Linked DNA regions of Oryctolagus cuniculus: region 1 is linked to region 2. Evidence: chromatin contacts called from public Hi-C data. All regions are on one chromosome and are shown on one strand. The core of a region is the stretch at or near the end of the contact, and the rest is flanking DNA. Distances in the headings are between cores, read along the strand shown.

Evidence for each region. Hi-C and Micro-C count contacts between places; a contact is called where the count stands out from the background.
Region 1: a Hi-C map of an unstated tissue shows a contact between it and region 2, with 3 times the contacts expected there. The contact joins the promoter of EXTL3 here to the enhancer-like site in region 2. A contact is called at or near these places in 2 of 6 Hi-C or Micro-C datasets (skin fibroblasts and an unstated tissue).

Annotation. Positions count from the first base shown.
Region 1 is chr2:45,512,022-45,515,374 of mOryCun1.1, reverse strand. EXTL3 (exostosin like glycosyltransferase 3) reads left to right here and starts at 1,512. Exons shown (of 6, transcript XM_070068238.1): 1 at 1,512-1,620.
Region 2 is chr2:44,910,722-44,914,028 of mOryCun1.1, reverse strand. KIF13B (kinesin family member 13B) reads right to left here. Exons shown (of 41, transcript XM_051842522.2): 25 at 3,040-3,186; 26 at 2,431-2,460; 27 at 762-861; 28 at 117-243. Among named protein-coding and RNA genes, the nearest start is that of KIF13B, 160 kb to the right of the region's middle. Within about 2 kb of position 1,873, at least 1 of the 8 cell types and tissues checked has an H3K27ac peak or open chromatin away from gene starts, as enhancers often do.

The DNA.
Region 1 (3,353 bases), core at 263-2,762, 600 kb before region 2:
AGGCGGAGGATTAGCCTAGTGAGCCGCGGCGCCGGCCTTAGTTTATTCTTAATATACATTTTCTACAAACTTTTTGAAGATCCCTCATATATTTACCACAATAAAATGATATTAAAAACATATAATAATAATAAAACTATAAATGTGATTCAATTCTTAGCAGGGAAACAGACAAATAGAGCTATGAATAAAGTCAAAATTTGGAGATAAAATGTAAAGGCCTAGAATCAAGCATGAACAGAGTTTCCTTGGCGAGGGCAACGTGAACAGGGCAGCAGATAGAGCCGGGGCACTGAGCAGACATCCGATTAGGAAGAGCCTGGTGTGTGGTGAGGAATGAAAGTCCAGGCAGGGTCCCTCCGCGGGAAGTAAGCAAGTGTGATCAGGTTTGCCTGGGAAGAATCACTGCACGGAGTGAGGGGATACGGTGCAGGAGAACAACAGAGAGAGCAGGGAGAAAGAGAACAGCACTGCACTTGGCCAGGCAGGAAGCAACCAGCTCCAGCTCACACTGCCCCCACACTAGTTGGCACCACACTGGGCCCCTAGAGCCAGTGCAGGTAACAGTGACCCACCAAGTTCTCTTCGTCTTGTTTCCTGCTTTAGCACAAGTTTCACCTGCTCCCGTAGGGGCCCACGCGTGTCCTCCTCCCGGCTCAGCTGCTGAAGGGAGGAATGCCCACGTGGGAAGTAGCTCAGTGATAATCATCTGGGTGCAAGCCAGACGGCTCTTACTAGATGTCTGCCTTCCTGTGCGTCCATCAGAGAAGCCTAGGGGGTCTGAAAAGTTCTAGTTGCCTCCCTTTCATCCCAAAGCTGTCTGACAGCACAGAAGTGCTACCACAATGAAAGAATGCACTTCTCTCTTCTTAAAAAGATTTATTTTGATTTATTTGAAAGGCAGAGTGTCAGAGAGAGAGAGCAAGCGAGCTTCTATTGCTGATTCACTTCCTACATGGCTGCAACAGCCAAGGTTGGGCCAGACGGAAGCCAGGAGCTCCGAGCTCCATCCGGGTCTCCCATATAGGCAGCAGACGCTCAAATACCCGGGCATTACCTGTTATTGAACCTTGCACCTCTTATTAGTCACTTGTAACTTCGTTCTTTTTCACTATGAATATCTTTGGGTAATTGACTTTGTCACTCCATGTGAACTATTTCTTTAGTTCCCGCCACACAGGACGCCACTGTTCTGACAGATGAAGCCCGTCTGCACAGGTTTCGCCATCCTATTGACGTCGTTCAATTTTGTCATTTTTAAGGATTATCCCTAGCCTCAAAAGTTTTAGAGCTGCTTTAGTTTTCACTCATGTCACTACAGAGGAGGTGGCGCATAAGCGGGCGGTCCCAGGCCGCACAGCCCGGCTCCAAATGCTGTTTCAGCGATGCCCGCCAGGGGTCAGCACAGGCTCGGCGTTGGGCTGCGGCCTCCCACAATGCACCGGGCTCCGGGGCCCTCGCGGCGGCGGCGGCGAACCAGCTGCACCGCCGCGGCGGGGCGAGTACTGTTCGGGCGGGGGGCGGGGCCAGTGCCGGAGGGGGCGGGGCTGGGAGCCGCCGCGCGGGTCGCGGTCGCTGTCGCCGGCCGCCTCAGACGTCGGCACCTGAAGCTGTGGCAAGGTAGGGGGCCCCGCGGGGTCATCCCTGCCGGGAGTGTGAAGTCCCTTCGTGGTGCGAATCGGACAGGCCCTGGGCTGCTAACATTGAGAGAGGGTCTCCCACTTGTCGCCGGAGCCCGGGTTCGCCGGGAGGGATCTATTTTAAACTCTTTGTCTGGTCCCGTTCTCGCGCCGCTCGCGTCTCCGCAGGGTCCGCGCAGCCCGCCGTGGGGGCATTTGCGGCCGGTTCCTCCTCTCCTGCCGCGGGTGTGGATGTGACTGACCTCCAGGGTGGGGCTGCGTGTGCAGGAACCGGGGAGGGCGTGGACTGCGAACGCGTGGGAACTCCGGAGCTGCGAGGCGCCGGCGTGCGTGGCTGCGGGCCCTGCCCCGTGCCGCCGCGGGTGCTCCCGAGTGGCCTGTGCCTCGCGTGCCTGCTGCAGGCTGCTGTCCCTGGGGGCTGAAGCCGGGCGCCCCGAGCACGCCCAGCCCAGCCGGGGAAGCCGCCTCCTCCTCCTCCTCGCTGCGCAGGCTGCCCGCCGGCGGTCCCCAGCGCCACACCCCGGCCCTCCCAGCGCGGCCAACCTGCGTCTGGCAGCCAACTTGAGCTTTCCAAAAAGTAAAGTTTGGCAGGCGGGGAGCAGCGCTGGAGTACGTACGGAGCGTTCGGGAGAGCTTGGGCTCCTCGGTGCCGGCCTGCCTTGGCCAGTTTCTGGGTCGCGCCGCCTGGCGGGTTCCGCTCAGTCTCGCGTCTTCTTACCGCAGCGCTGCCCAAGGTAGCAGTGTCCTGTCCACCTCTTCAGGCTGCAGTGCTAAGGGGGCGTCGCCTTTGCCCACTTCGGTCCTCTGATTCCTATCCCCTGTGTGACAAAATTCATATTTTAAGAAGAGTGTATTTCTTTAAAACCCTCAGTCTGTAGTAGGTCCATTTCTGTGAGTATCAATCGGTTGATTTCATTCGTGAAGTGCAAGCAGTTTCTTTTCTTATTTTAGTGATAAAGATTGTAATTGGGAATCAAGCTAAAAGATAGCCTCCAGGTGAACAGGATCCTAATTCACAGATTAGCTGATGTGAAAAGCCTGTAGAAGGGAAGTGAGGCAAGCTCAGTTCTGAAATGTTTCTGCCGCTGCGAGAGTTGAGTTATTAAAGTTATCCTAACTGTTCCCTCCAAATCTAAAATGCTAAGAATAGATGCAGACTCCCTTTCTTAAAAGATGTGCTGCTTGCCTCAATAATGAAAAATAAGAAAAAATTTTAAACTGTTACCACTTATGTCCAAGGAAAGTAGTAAGTTAAACATTTTTGTTAACTAGAAATTCCCAATGATCATTGACCCCCCCATCTCTGGGTGTTTTTCCTTTTGAATGATAGTTCTCTTTCAGACTATGACGTCATGAATTGCTGATTTGTACAATGAGTTCTACTTAGAAAATATTTTCCATATGTAATAGTAATCTTCATTTAAAAGCATTGTGTATTTGTGAGAAAGAAGATACAAATCCTTAAAAAGTTAATAAAAACTAGGGGGAAAAAAGTCAGCTGGTATATACTAGTGACTCCGGTTAGGAGGTCCCGGGAAGTGACAGCATACCCAAAAGATAAAATCAGAGTCACTAACACACAAGAAGAACTGGAGGGGCACCACTTGAAACTTAAAAGGAGCAGTTTAAAGACATGTTAAAGTAAGATAAGTTTGTAGAGTAGGTTGCAGGCATTTGTAAGCCCACAGCCTTGAGAGATTTATGGAAAGACAC
Region 2 (3,307 bases), core at 624-3,123:
CATTCATTTCACCACACATCCAAACATCCACACTGCCAACAGGCAGCCTAGGGCGTATCTACAGCGGCAGCCTAGGGCGTATCTACAGCTTCCCGAGACATCCTGCAGGCTCATACCATTCTGCCGGGGCCCCCGGGATCCCACTGCCAGCAGAGGGCACCATCACCGCGTTCCTTTCCTCGGTCAGGGTCAGCCGCATCTCCAGGAGTTGTGCCTCGCGGTCAGCGTCATCCTCTGTTTTATCTACAATACCAGGAAGGAGGACTAAATATAGAAATCTCAGGCACCACTTCAACTTTTGTCCTCAGACTGGATTTACCTGTATTTCAGTTACTGGCTGCTAGCGCTTATTAGTGACAGAAAACTAAGCTGGACAGGTCAGGTGGGCTCTGGCAGAGGCTGCCCCCAGCTCACGGAAGGCCTTCCGTGGAACAGTCCATGGGTGAGTTGGTCCAGGGTGCAAAGACCCAGGCACTTCAGACAAGAAACGCTAGCTTCTGCCTTTAAGTTATCTTGGAGGGATGATACTTGTTTCACAGGCTGCATTTCTTCTTTGCTTGCTAAGGGGCGGGGTGGGAGGACCTATGGCAGCATCAGTACAGCTGGGTAAATGCTCATCTGAAAGGATGGTGCACTCTCTCACGTTCCTGCCATCCTCATGACCGACTTGTTCACTGGGCACCTAGTTTATGTGGCTACCGACAGGGATCCACTGTGCACTGACTTGGTGGACAGGGAAATACTGAACTTGCTTTTCCTACCATGTTTACTGACAAGCTTTTGGAGCTGCTGATCCAAGTACTCCTGACGTTTCGTTAATGCATTTAGCCATTTTCTACGTAGTCTCTCTAAATCGCGATCCTGGAAGAAAACAAGAGAAATCATCTTCAATGTCATGTCAAGACAATGTATCTCAACCTGATGCTCTATCTTACCTTACTCTAATACAAGGGGTCTTCAAAATGTCCACAGAAAATGCATATTACCCAAAATTTAAAAAAATCTAAAAACTAAGCATAGATTTCAATTTTTTTTTGCACCAAACAGGCTTACCCTTTAATTCTACTTTCCTATAAACTTTGTAATGCACCCTCACAGGCTTCAAAAACATCAAGTAATATACATCATTTCTTTATTACCACCACCAATGCACTCCATCTATGTTTCAGAACACAAGCTTTTAGAATTTAAAGTGTTCTTTCCTAGAGTGAGACTATTTCTGAAAGGGCAGGCTCTGGTATCCAGAACAAGTTTGATTTTTCATGGTCCAAAAGATAGAACATCACTTGAAATAAAGATCTAAAAGGCAATTTTTTTTTGGCCAGGCAGAACTTGTATCATTCAATAATTTTCAGATTTATAGACCTGAGAAACAGCAGAAGAATGCTTCAAAATTTGCGACCTGTCTCATTAGCCTCCTGCAGACTACACGGAAATGCTTCTCTTGGTTTTGTGCATTTTGGGGGTAAGAGCGGAGAGAGAATGGACTAGGCTTGTTATCAACAGAATAACAGCGCTACCAGTCAACACCTGCATACACGCCAGTCTTACTTCATTTCCTCTTATAATAAGGTTATACGACTGGGTAGGTCAGTGGAATGCTGCAGATGTCGAGTATCTGGATTTCACTAGGGCACTTAACCAAATAGCCTATGACATTCTTGTGGACAAGATGGAGGAACATGAAATGCATCTACTTGAGTGAAATCACGGAGGAATCAAATATCACATCCAAAGAACTGTGATTGATGGAATAAAGTCAGCTTAAAAGAAGTCTCCATTGTGGTGCCATGGGACTCTGTCTTTAACCCTATCTGACTCAACGTTGTTATCTGTGACTTATAGGAAGACAGACACTTCTATCAAATTAGAGTGATGCAACTCCAGGAGAGTGACTATACTGGATGACATAATCAGGCTCCAAAGAGCTCTGACAGTCCTAAATGATGACTAACAAGATGAAAGTCCACAGACACAAACAAAATCTTGCAGAAGATTAGAAATGAAGGGGGAGGAGCGCCCAGAAACCCTGAATGACTTCAGGAAGTAAGGAAGAGAGACCTGGTTTAAAATATACAAACTGGTTAGGGCAGGACCCAAGCTCAGGGTGAGAGGACTGCACTAGGGGCAAGGCTGGCAGGTCCCCTCACAAACAGAACAAGTCTGAGGAAGAGCAGCTGGACAAAGAGTCTGGGGAACCCCGGGGTTGGAAAGAGATAACAGTCACAAATGATTTTCTGCTGTTAACATAGTTTGCTTCATGTTCTATGAAACAACACTCGTTGTCCCTTACTCTGTTTTAATCTCAGAAAAAGCAGTATCTGAATCAAAATTAATTGTTTAATTATTAACACGACAGTGAGATCCAGGAATGTGTAATTACATACTTTAATCAAGCTGATTTGATGAGGCCAACAGATGCTAAATTACCTGGTAGCTGTCCATGTCTTCCTCTTCCTCCTAAAAAACAAACACATGTTATAAACTGCTTATCTGAGAAACTGGCTGCACTGAGCAACCAGAATCATTCCCCACAGTTTATATTTTCTAATTGATAGACTATGTCATCTCCCACCCCCTCACGGGGAGCTTCAGAGTTCTCAGGAAGCTGGAGGGAAACCTGGAGCTTATCACAGGAAAGTGAAGAACAGGCTTCTGACCTTTTCAGGACCCAGTACAATACTCTCCCTGCTGGGTTTATAGTCCCGCTCACTGGGGGAAATCAAACACCTGCTGGCAAGCAGTCTTTCCCAGCCAGTGGGGGGGCGCACAGAGGAGGGTGTGGAGGAGGTGATTAGGCACTGTGGAGTTTGGGGAGGCTCAGAATTTTTAACCCTCAGCTCGCCAAGTATGGGGGCAAAGCCTAGGAGTCTGGGGCAGTGATTTCATGCAAAGGTGATGTGTTTTAAAAACCAGGCATCACACTTCTTAAGAAGACATCAAAGGAAAGCAGAGACACAGACTGAATTTACTGATGACAGGAAGCAGCTTTCTGACAGCTTCCGTATTCCACAAGCAGGGGACAGGCACAGAACTTACGTGGATGGTCTCGTGAGCTTTAGGGGCTCTGGGCGGCCTAACTTTCACACAGCCAATGCCAACAGACAGTATACATTCTTCCATCAGTGGTAAAGTCCCAGACTCCTGCACAGACTTCACTTCAACTTGTACTCGCCGCGACTGGCCCTGGTCACACACAGATCATTTGCAGTTTTAGAGTAAGTTTTTTGACTTCTGAAATTTTGGTTTAGAGAGACCCCTACAGGCTGATGTTGAGAAAAATGCTCAGCCTTGAAGATATTATCCC